Regions from separate parts of the Mus musculus genome. Here all the other regions are linked to region 2. The links are chromatin contacts, called in public promoter capture Hi-C maps. All regions are on one chromosome and are shown on one strand. The core of a region is the stretch at or near the end of the contact, and the rest is flanking DNA. Distances in the headings are between cores, read along the strand shown. Region 1 holds the start of Nol4l (nucleolar protein 4-like). Region 2 holds the start of Xkr7 (X-linked Kx blood group related 7). Region 3 overlaps Nol4l (nucleolar protein 4-like). Region 4 holds the start of Kif3b (kinesin family member 3B).

Region 1 (2,700 bases), core at 138-2,637, 500 kb before region 2:
AGATCAGGCCACCTCTCGAATCCCGAGGCCCCCTTCTCTAAGATGGGGATGGCTTCACAGCTGCCAGGGCCTGGCACACAATTGTCTCAATGACTCGGGTATGGGCACCTTGGAGTTCTTAGGCAGAAAATGATCCTGTTCTGGGACTCAACTCTTGAGTGATAATGTGTCTGTAAGAGTGGCCTGATGACATGGGGGTGGCCGCCAGGGGACAGCAGAAAGGATAATGCAGTAATTTCTTATGCCCTGATAAGAAAGGAAGGCAGAAATCTTCGAGGATTGACTTGAACCTTTATTTATGCTTATAATTCATAGGGGAGGAGGAAGTTCTACACTGGTCAGATCTGCTCAGGTGGGAGGGGGTGTGAGATCACTAAGTTTATTCTCCAAGGGATTCTAGGCCAAGGTGCATCCGGGAAGGTCAGGCTTCTCAGAATGGGTTTGTGGGTGTGTTCAAGGTCTTCAGAGGCTCAGTGAGGTTGGCACCAGGAAGGCCACCGGACAAGGTGACTTCTATAGGGCCTGGGGCTACCCACCCCCACCTACACTAAGGCAAGGCCGGCCAATCTTGGGGGAATTCAGATGAGGTGGAAGGAGAGAAAGTTTGGGGGTCCAAAGGGTGGTGGCTTGGGGTCCCCCCCCCGGGGGAACATTCCTATTCTGGCACCCATACTGACACCAGAGCGGTCAGGCCAATTGCAGGAGTGAGGAGAGGAGCCTGTCCCACACCGCCAGGGTTGGGCTACCTCGGCTAAGACGACCCAATCGGGGAGGCTGGGGACGCCAGTGTCTGGGCTATGATCTGTGCCCTACTGCCTGCGGGACAGTCAGCCCGTCCCGACAGAGTGCGGCCTTCCAGGCTGTGGGCCGAACCAGCCGGATGGAACACGATCCCTAGCTGGGTACCGCGCGCCTGCCGCTGCTGCCCTCCCGGCCGCTGCGGGTGCAGCAGCCCCCGCGCCCCCAGGGGCCGGGCCGGGCGGGGCTGGGCGCGCGGGCGCGGGAGGGAGGGGGGCGGGCGGCGGCGCAGCCTGCGCCGCTCTAACAGGTGGGATCCCGCGGCGTGGTGGAGGCGGGCGCGGGAGGAGGAGGAGGAGGAGGAGGAAGAGCAGCAGCAGCGGGAGCCCCAGCCGGAGCCAGAGCAGGAGCAGGATGAGCCGCGCAAGCTGACAGCCACCGCTGCCGCCCGCGCCCAGGCTCGGTCTCGCTCCCCGTGCCCGGGGCCGCTCCCCGCCTCCCGCCTCCCCTGGCCGCCCGCGGGGCGGCCCGCCCCCTCTGCACCTCCGGGCCCGGAGCTGCCTCCATCTCTCCTGCATCCCGGCCGGGGGGAGGAGGAGGCGGAGCAGGAGGCGAGTCGGAGCCGCCGCCGCCAACGCCGCCGCCGCCGCCGCCGCCGCCCGAGCAGGACAGAGCGCGCCGCAGCCCCGCGCGTCCGGCCGCCGCCCGCGCCCATCCAGCAGCCGCGCCAGAGCCACACCGCGGGACAGCCCGGGCCGCGGCGCGCCCCTGCCCAGCCCGGCCCAGCCCAGCCCAGTTCCAGCACCGGGCGGCCCGGTGGCCGGCCCGCCCCCGAGGGCGCCGGGCGCGGCGGGAGGATGCCGAAGCCGACGCTGCTGCTGCGCGGGGGCTGGGAGCGCGAGCGCAGCCCCGGGGACTCGGAGCTGGGCCGCCAGTTCCGGGACTGGTGCCTGCGCACCTACGGCGACTCGGCTAAAACCAAGACAGTGACACGCAGCAAATACCAGCGGATCGCCGAGGTCCTGCAGGGTGGCGGCGGGACCGGCGCGGGCAGCGGCCCGGCGGCGGGCGAGAAAGGCAAGTTCCAGTTCTGGGTGCGCTCCAAGGGCTTCCGCCTGGGCAGCGGCCGGGAACCCAAGATGGGCCAAGTGGTGTATGTGCCGGTCAAGACGGGCTCGGTGAGTGCGCGCGCGGCGGCCGCGGGCTAGTCCCGTGGCCGGGATTGGGGAGGGCGGGGGCGGGGTGGGGGTGTGGATGTGTGTCCGAATGGTGTGTTTCTGGGGTTGTCCGTGTGTCTAGCCCACCCGGGGCGTGCGTGTCCCTGCTCACTAGCCCTCCCTGGCCCGCCCGGGCAGCGCTCGGGGTTTGGGGCGTCCCTGCCCCCTCTGCGCCGCTGATCGGGCCATGGCCGTGACGGGCGGGCTGTCCCGGGCTGCTCACCCCAGCGTGTTCTGTCCTCTCGTCCCCTCCCCTCCCCCTTTCCCCCCAGCCAGCAGGCGGCTGCTACGGAGCTCCAGCCTCCCCCCCTCCCGCCCGGAGGCCGCCTGTCCCGGGCGCCTCGCGCTCCCGCCCCCGGGCCGGCTGGGCGGTGTGTGTGTGCGTGTGTGTGTGTGTGTGTGTGTGCGCGCGCGCGTGTATCTATGTGTGTGTGTGTAGGGTGGTGCTGCGGGGGTGGGGAGGCAGGGGCAGCGGCGGGACGGGGAGTCCACTGGGCCTCCCCGCACTAGGGGAGGGGGCTAGCCCTGGCACTGTCGCCCCGACCCCACCCGGCACTGGCCCGGGGAGGGGCAGCCAGAGCCGCAGCCTGGCGCAGGAGCAGCCTCCCAAGGGTGGGTGGGGCGTCCCCGCCGCCCCCCGGGCCCCGCGCTCCCCCCACCCTGGGACGGGGGCGGCATGACCTATTCATCCCCTCCCCTCCCCCGTCTCTCAGGCTGGCCCGGTTGGCGCTGGGGAGGGGGGCGG
Region 2 (2,700 bases), core at 79-2,578:
GTCAGCCAGTAGCCATCTAGTGTCAGAGTCAAGATTCCAAATCTCCTTGGTCCCTTTTGGGGGATGGGACGGCACTGTGGAGCTCCTTAGGAAGTAGGAGCTAACCAGTGCTGAATTGGGTTCACCCCAGGCCCTTTCTCTACAAAACCAGAAAGTTTGGGCGGGATAGTCATTTAGCTGCCTTTTCCAGGATGTTGGGGTGGGCTGCAATTCTAAACTGAGTGCCTGTGAGTGGTAGGGAGGACTTCTGAGTGGTTTCCTAAGTCGAGGCTTGGTACCTGGACATGGGGGAAGGGTCAGGACTGGAAGGATCGCTGTGGTCCTGTTCCAAGTGTCCCCTTGTTCTCTGCATACATCACTCAGAATCTCTGACCCCATCTTGCCCCATTAGCCAGATCAAAGCTATGGTTCCAACAGAGTTTTGCAGAGGTGAGGAGCTGACTGCAAAGAAATGAGAGCGGCAATGGAGTGGGTCGGGGTGAGGGTCAGGACAGGAGCAGGGCGGGCTAGAAAGGCCAGAGCAGATCTGGGGCGGCATCCCACTCCCAGACTCAAGCTTCCTTCACCTGCTCTTTTCCTACCTCCAGACCTGGCCGAGTTGCAGGAGGTGAACGAGGGTCTGCAGTAGCCAGACGCAGAGGCGGCAGCAGCGGCGGCGGTAGGTGCCGGCCGAGGATGGTGCGGGCCGGGGGACCAGCTCCGCGCTACCTTCTTTGGTCCGGAAGGCGACAGCACTGTCCTTGGTGCTGATGGCGGCTCCGACTATGTCGCTGTCCTTGGTGCTGACGGCGGGTCCCGGGGTCCCCGCGGGCTCCGAGTAGTCGTAGACGAACCAGCGGAAGCTGAGCAGCTGCACGACCAGTGAGGGCAGCAGCACGAAGAGCAGGGTGAGGCCGAAGTAGGTGCTCTGACCCTGCAGGTAGTAGGAGGCCGCCAGCCACAGGTCGGTGGCGCCGTCGGAGAAGAACACGAGCAGCGCGCACAGCACCCAGCAGCAGTCCCGCAGCTCGTAGCGTGGCCCCGGGCACCCCGCCTCCACCGGTCCCGGGCCCGCGATCCCCGCCGCAGCCTCCCCGCGCCCTCCCGCCCCGCCCCGATCTGCTCCCGCCGGCCCCTCGGGCCCCGGGCCGGCCACGGCCGCCGCTCCATCCGACTTCGCGGCCATGTTGGCGGAGCAGGAGGCGGGGAGCGACTTCCGGGCGGCGGAGCGGGTGGGGTGCGGAGTGGGGAGGACCCTGCGCGGGCGGCTCCCGCCTCCCGCTCTTCCTCCGCCGCTCCTCTTCCTCCTCCCCTCTACCTCAATTATTCATCCTTGCCGGCGCCGCCCCGCCCGGGCTCCGGCCTGGATGTGGGCCGCCCCCTGGGAAGGGAGGGGGCCGGGGTGGGGAGAGCATCCCAGGTCACCCTCGCATGGCTTCCTCGGAGGCGTGGGGCCCAACCACATGCTTTCTGCCTCTGGCCTCCCCCTTTGACTGCCCCCGCCCTATCCTCTCCTTTTCCATTGATCTCCTGTGGTACCTCCGGTGGTTTGGGTCTTGCAATGTCCCAGGAGGGTGGGAGGCCGAGGTCTGAGAATAAAAGGACAGGGGTGGGGGCAGCTGCTTGGGCACCTGCCATAACCCGTTAGCAGTCACTCCTTCCAACGCCACTTCCTAGTTCCCCCGTGTTCACTTATTGTTTCATCCCCTCCTTTGATCTTGAGAGATCTCTTTTCTCATTGTCTTTTTCAAGCTGAGAAACTGCGGTTCTCTGAGTTGCGGTCTCTCGGTCTCTCGATCACCTTTCTTTTAGGAACCGCGTTCATCTGGCCACTAGCCTGATTAGGCAAGGCAGAGGAAAGGGATGGGAGGGAACCCCTTGGGAAGGAAAGAGCAAGTGCAAACAGCTACTCCCATCACCACTGGAGGCCACATTTTCTAGGATGTCCGGAAGAGGGGGTGGGGGTGCAGAACGATAAAACTGGCGATTTCCGATGGATTGGACCCTGAAGGGCCAGAAGGTGACAACGGGGGCACCTGCTGCAGAATGTCAGCTGAGGAGTTAGGTGGCTAGGTCAGGATTTAGCAAGAAGACTTGGCAGCCAAAGTGGAGCAGGGATCACAAAGCAGCAGCCTGGAACTGGAGAGAACAGAGGAACATTATAAACACAGTCCATGAGAGGAGCTAGGGGTCTCTCATGTGCCTGAGTACTCCCACACAACTACACCTTGGCTTGGATGGGATATCCTAGGACACTGAACCATTTCTTTGTCATTATTCTAAGCAATGAGGAATCGCTAATCATTTTAGTCTCACAATTTATATGGTCTATATTGTTCTGCCCATTCTATAGATGAGAAAACATAGAGTCAAAAGATACATTTAGTGGCTTAAAATCACATAGTGTTAGAAACAAATTCAAACGTGGCTCTCGAATAGGCTTTGAAAACTCAAGGGAGTGAGGAAGAGTGAGGAGGGGAGGAAGTGAGGTGGAAGGACCACCCTGCCTCAGAGTGACAGGGAAGATAGAAGAGACAGCTGCCCTGGGCTGGGTGGAGCAGCCATCTGCTGTCCTGCAGCCTGGCTTCCCTTTCGTGTCCAGGGACCGTTTTGGTCTCAGTGATGCTTGGGAGGTTGGGGTACCAGCTGTTGCCTAAAGCTAAAAGCAGAGGGGAGGTGTTAAGGGCTAAGGGAGTTTTCCAAGGTGGATTGGAGGCCAGC
Region 3 (2,700 bases), core at 40-2,539, 380 kb before region 2:
TCCTGCTGCGTTCTGCAGATGAACTGGAAAACCTCATTTTACAGCAGAACTGACCCTGCTGGCCCCCAGAGTGCACGACGCCAGGAGGCTGTCCCAGCCTGGACCCAGCTTCCTGCCTCACCAGTTGGTACACTGTTTTCTGAAAGAGGTGGGATCCAAAAGAGCTGTTTCTAGCTGCACTCCAAGCATCTGAGACTTTGGGCACAAGGACACTTTTCTTTTCTTTTTTTTTTTTTAATTTCACCACATGGGTGCTCTGACCTGCTTGGAAAGAGGCCAGTGGGGCAGCTCTAAAAGGGTTGAGGTTCCCCTGAAAAGGCACAGGGGCTACAGCTCTATTTAGAATCACCTTTGTGGACCACGATGTTAGAACTCCCCCCCCCCATAATTACCTTTCAAGTCTTAGGTGAGCAGAATTGCATATTTATTGAGAAGAGCAAAAGTGGACCCTTTCTCTCCCCTTAGTAATTTATTTTTCTGAAATGGATTCTTTTGTGTTTGTACAGATTGCCAGTCTGTGTCTGTCTAATCAGAAGGATGGATCCCTGTACCTAACATTCCATATCACTACACTGATGTGAGCTGGGGGCCAGCAGAGTTGGGGGCCAGCTCACTGTCCCGAGTGCCCAGCATACCCTTGGGAAGGCCACCACACTCCACCACTAGGCTGTCTTGTTGCAGATCCCAGTGCTGCCACAGGGACACTGCCAAACAGAGGGACCTCACCAACACTCACTACAAACAAAAGCAGCCACCCATCCCATCCGACAGAGTCCCAGTCACACGGTCACCTGTACTCTACCTCACACTCCAGCGTGGGCTTTTCCAGGACGTGCTCCAAGTGTGTTCTGAACGGCTGTCTCCCCCAACTCCCACACAATGTAGCTATCTTCTGGGAGGTAAATGAGACCCAGTGTCCAGGAGCCAGAGCCCAGAGGGGCTTGGCCCTTAAAACCAGCAGCTTGCCATAGCCTGGGCTCTTGGAGATGCTTGACAGGATAGTGTGTCTGGAGCTGGTCCAGGTCCCACACAGCCCCCAGGTAACCTGCTGAGGGGCCACTTCTCTTGGCCAGGCATCTGTGTGCCCAAGGGTGAATTATGGTTTCCACTCCTCACCTCACGATGGGAGTAGAGGGATCAGATCGTTGGTGGAAGTGCAGAACTACTTGCATTCTCCTAAGATCAAACTTTCTTCTGGAAAGGCCTGTCCTGTAAGAAACCTAGTCCCTGGAGTGTGACAAGGGACAAGAAAAAGCTGACCTGGTTTCCTTCCTCCCTGACAGGCACTTCCTCTTGCTCTGTGCAATACCTACCAGTGCTGCTAAAACCAGGGATTCACCCAGACCTCAGCAGGCCAGGGGGCCTCTCCCTCAACACTCCGTAGCCATGACAGCAGCACTCTGCTGCCTGCCCCTGCCCAGAGATGGCAGAAGCCCTGTTGCCTTTCTTCCCTCAGAGCTAGGAGGCCTCAAGGGAGCCAGGGCTGAGTGGACACTAAGCTAACCACAAAGAGCCACTCTTGGTCCCAGAGCGAGTGCCCCTTCCCAAACTGGTCTATGGCAGGGACTGCTTGTGGCAGCCTGACAGACTACCCTTCAAACAGGTAGGCAAGCAGTGCCAGTGCAGATACCCTACCTGTTCAGATTCAGGGCTGTAAGGCAGGGTTCCCCACCCTGCACACTTCCACACTGGGGTTAAATGTGGTCTTTCACATGGCCTACAATGCCTACCCAGCCACACCACCTCTGCCTTCATGTGCCCGCTCACCAGGCCTCTGGACTGGGCCAGGACACCTGAGCCCCTTCATACAGCACAAACTCCAGTGCCCAGGCCTCCCCACAGCTGGCCAAACATGTGCCCAGTTCCCCACCTGCTCAGTAGGACTCCTGGATGTTTGAATTTGTGTAAATATTTATTTTTGTGTGTGAATACTACAAAGTAATCAGTAGATCTTTTTGCAAAATGTTACTCCAGGCAATTTGTGAAAATGTTGAAAATTGGCAGAGACAATCGCCACCCTAGAATTTCTGTTATCAATTGCTTACCGCATTCTGTCTGCTCCCAGAGGCAGTACCCAAGCTAGACACAAATGGCTTGCATTTTTGGAAGAAGATAGAAGAGACTAGGCAGGGGCTCCTCCCTCTATCCCCACAGGACACATCTGTAAGGACGAGCATAATCTATATCTAAGTGGTATTTTCTAACTGCAAGCAGTCTTGACCAGCCACTAGCAGCCTGCTCCTAGAGTACGGTGTGAGCATAGGTTCCATGTGTTTTGCTTTCAAGAGAAATAAAACCAATGCCAGTGCTGATGGTTTCCAGAGGGGCTGCAGGACAGTAGTAGATGCTGGCATGCTGACCTGGGCTTCTTCCCAGAGAAGTGGTCTCCAAAGCCTCAGAGCAGCCATACCAGGAGCAAGTCAGTGTGGACACAGGATTCCATTACCTAGTTAAGTCAGGGAACTTGTTCTGTTTTCCTTTTGTTTTAAAAGATGCAGCGTCAAGCCTCCCTTCCTGACTGTGGCCCGCCTTTTCCCAGGAGGAGCTTCCCAAAGCCTTGTCCTGCAGCCACTGCAGTGTGATGGAAGCCTCAGGCACACAGTAGTCATTGGTGATCTCAAGTCATAGTGAACATGCCAGTGCAGGATGCACCCCCCCTCACCCCCGAGTCCTTACAGGCAGATCCCTGCAGGCTATCAA
Region 4 (2,700 bases), core at 45-2,544, 260 kb before region 2:
AATACCCCTATTCTTGTTATGAATATACCGGGTGACAGGCATGGCACAAGTACAGAACCTTTTAAGAGGTCAGTAACTTCCCCCCTCTGAGCAGACTACAAAGTAAAACTGTGGGTGGGGAATGGCCAGGGTGTCTAGAATACCCATATGCACTAGCAAGCTACACACCTAAGTCCTTCTGGTTCCAAGTCATCTTCCCCTTCTTGGAAGGCTCCATCCCATTAGTGATAAGTAGTACTTAACCACGTGTTTTGTGGAGGGGGAGGGGCTCAACAGGACCCACCCCTACACGAGGATTTATGGGCAGTTAACGGTTGCTAGGGGGAGGGGCTCACAACACAGCCACCCATTCCTGAGGTGTTGTGTCCCCACCACCACCACACCCCCAAACCTAACACCTCACATGAGTTATTGGTGATTGAGGGAGTAGCAGGCATTTTCTTCTGTAGTGTAGCCACGGGCAAAACGCCCATGCTCCTCAAAAGAACCTAATTTTTGTAAACTGCGCTAGGGCATGGAATTAGAAGGGACTAAAAAGTGAAGGGAAAGGGTCAGTGGGAGGGGAGCACGAATAAAATAAATTATACACACGGATGAAACGTCATCATGAAACCCGTTATATGCAATTAACATGTTTTGTTTTGTTTTTTTAAGCATCATGTCCCAAGCTACTCCAGACGCCCTGCTTCCCACGAAGGGCAATCCCATGATCTGATTTACAGATGAGAAGACTCAACGCCACGCTATGCAGCCTCAAACTCAAGCACTCAGACTTCAAACAGTTCTCTTGGTCTCCACATAGAGTATCCTGGCCGTTCACCCTCTTCCCACTTGGAGCCCTTTCATATACAAGTCTCCTCGGCAAGTGTCAAGACCCCAATGGGCAGACAGGTCTGCTGCTGCCAGAGAAGGCAAGGGGTTTGTCCAAGGTCACACAGCGAGCCAGGCACCGCCCTGAGGCTCGGACCTCAGGTTCTTGCTTCCTGAGCTGCCTTTCCAGCCAGGGCCTGGGACTGTGGCCCCGGACCGGCCGTGAGGAGCGAGCACGGGCGGCCGAGACTGGGGGGTCGTACCGGCCGCGCCCGAGAAAAAGCCGGGTGGTCAGAGATACCACAGAGGCCGGACAAAGGATGCTGCGGCTCGCAGAGCAACGACATCGGGATAATGCTGGGCGCCCCGCGGTGACCCCAGCATCTCGAACTCACCTGCGGCCGCAGCCGAGAGCGGGCGGCGGCGGCGAACCCGGGGCTCAGCCATTCCCAGCTGCCCCGGATGGGGAGAGACCGCGGCGCTCACTTCCTTAGCAACCCGGCTCGGCGACCCACTTCCTTAGCAACCGCGTCAATTTCAATAACTTTATTGGGCCTCCGAAGCGAGGAGCTCGCCGAGGGGCGGAACCCGGAGTGCAGCGGCGTTTTCCAGGTTCCCAGCGCGCGGACACTCTGACCCTCCTAGGCACCCGGACTCGGTCCTCTGGTCTCGGGTGCCTCAGTTTCTCCGTTTGTGAAACAGAGCCCAGTATCTTGGTCACACTACGCGCTTTCATCCTCCCCTTCTGAAAGCTCTTTCAGGTCAGTTCTCTGATCTGGGTCTCAGATTAGTATTGAGTGGCTCCCAATTAAGGCCACCCAGGGATGAAGGAAAATCTGTCCTGCCTGTCACTTTCATTTGGCCATCGAGTCCCACAGTCTGCCTTTCATATATTCCTGCTTTTCTCCACTTTTTTAAAGAACAGCACCACAAGCAAGGCCAGGCCACCTGTCATCTTTAGACTCGACTGCAATTCTTGTTCTCTGTTAATAGAGTATAAGGCCTGACCATCCATTCCCGGCGAGGTGACCTGAATAATAATTTAAAACCTGAAGCACATCCCTGCAAGGCATCCTTGGAGTCCCACTATTCTTACCATCAACTCAAAAAACTTTGGTTGAGCTTGATGGCTCATGACTATAGTTCTAGCACTCGGGAAATGGAGGCAGGAGGATGAACAGCTCAAGACCATGCTTGGGTACAGAGCAAGTTCCGAACTACACAGCGAGACTCTGTCCCTCAGTATCAAAAATAAATACACATAATTGTAGGGAAAAGATGCTACCCTCTGATGGCTCAGTGGGTAAACGCGTTTGACGGCTTGAGGTAGATTCCAGGGACCCACCCGGCAGGAGAGAAACAACTTAGGTTGTCCTCTGACTTCAGCACATGCAAACCAGCTGGGCTGGGAGTGCATGGTTGGCATCTCGACTAGATAGTCTGAACAATAATTTGAAAACCGGAATCACATCAAGTCATCCTCCCTGCATAGCATCTTTGGAGTCCGGCTACCCTTCCATCAAAGCAAAAAGCACTCTGGAAGGAGGAGTGGGCAGATCTCTGAGTTGGAGGCCAATGTGGTCTACAGAGCAAGTCTAGGAGAGCTGGAGCTACACACAAAGAAAAAAAAAAGATACCTACCAAACTGACGCAAAGTAAAGTTTACCTGTATTGGTTACAAACACATTATGTGTTGTTTACAAGAACATAATGCAATATATGTGTTTATGTTTCATCTCTTCTGTATCTCTTGGTAGTTTCTAGGGCTAATAATTGCCAAAATTTTCTCTCATTTTCATTAGTTCTTTTAGTTGCTCTTTGTACCCTCTCCCATTCTGGGCTGTTGTGTTTTGTTTTGTTTTAAGATTTATTTATTTATTGCATATAAAC

What was found. Promoter capture Hi-C pulls out the DNA fragments that hold promoters and counts their contacts.
Region 1: a contact with region 2 is called in a promoter capture Hi-C map of pre-B cells, with 6 times the contacts expected there. The contact joins the promoter of Nol4l here to the promoter of Xkr7 in region 2. A contact is called at or near these places in 14 of 39 promoter capture datasets (the 3T3-L1 cell line, the C10 cell line, the HPC-7 cell line and 7 more) and 3 of 484 Hi-C or Micro-C datasets (all in embryonic stem cells).
Region 3: a contact with region 2 is called in a promoter capture Hi-C map of neutrophils, with 5 times the contacts expected there. The contact joins the enhancer-like site here to the promoter of Xkr7 in region 2. A contact is called at or near these places in 11 of 39 promoter capture datasets (the 3T3-L1 cell line, the C10 cell line, the HPC-7 cell line and 5 more), 1 of 15 datasets of contacts at CTCF or cohesin (large pre-B cells), 1 of 115 datasets of contacts at active chromatin or transcription factors (large pre-B cells) and 2 of 9 other capture datasets (embryonic stem cells and liver).
Region 4: a contact with region 2 is called in a promoter capture Hi-C map of pre-B cells, with 4 times the contacts expected there. The contact joins the promoter of Kif3b here to the promoter of Xkr7 in region 2. A contact is called at or near these places in 2 of 39 promoter capture datasets (pre-B cells and stem cell-derived epiblast-like cells) and 1 of 9 other capture datasets (pancreatic islet).

Annotation. Positions count from the first base shown.
Region 1 is chr2:153,528,658-153,531,357 of GRCm38.p6, reverse strand. It overlaps Nol4l (nucleolar protein 4-like), which reads left to right and starts at 1,387. Exons shown (of 11, transcript NM_001134300.2): 1 at 1,387-1,916. The coding sequence starts at 1,596.
Region 2 is chr2:153,030,480-153,033,179 of GRCm38.p6, reverse strand. Xkr7 (X-linked Kx blood group related 7) reads right to left here and starts at 1,328. Exons shown (of 3, transcript NM_001011732.1): 1 at 582-1,328. The coding sequence starts at 1,165.
Region 3 is chr2:153,408,965-153,411,664 of GRCm38.p6, reverse strand. Nol4l (nucleolar protein 4-like) reads left to right here. Exons shown (of 11, transcript NM_001134300.2): 11 at 1-2,700. The coding sequence ends at 53. Among named protein-coding and RNA genes, the nearest start is that of Asxl1, 64 kb to the right of the region's middle. Within about 2 kb of position 1,289, at least 15 of the 459 cell types and tissues checked have an H3K27ac peak or open chromatin away from gene starts, as enhancers often do. A contact at or near this core is called in neutrophils, where this site is marked.
Region 4 is chr2:153,290,010-153,292,709 of GRCm38.p6, reverse strand. It overlaps Kif3b (kinesin family member 3B), which reads right to left and starts at 1,294. Exons shown (of 9, transcript NM_008444.4): 1 at 1,206-1,294. It overlaps Gm39961 (a long non-coding RNA gene), which reads left to right and starts at 1,284. Exons shown (of 3, transcript XR_866869.2): 1 at 1,284-1,571.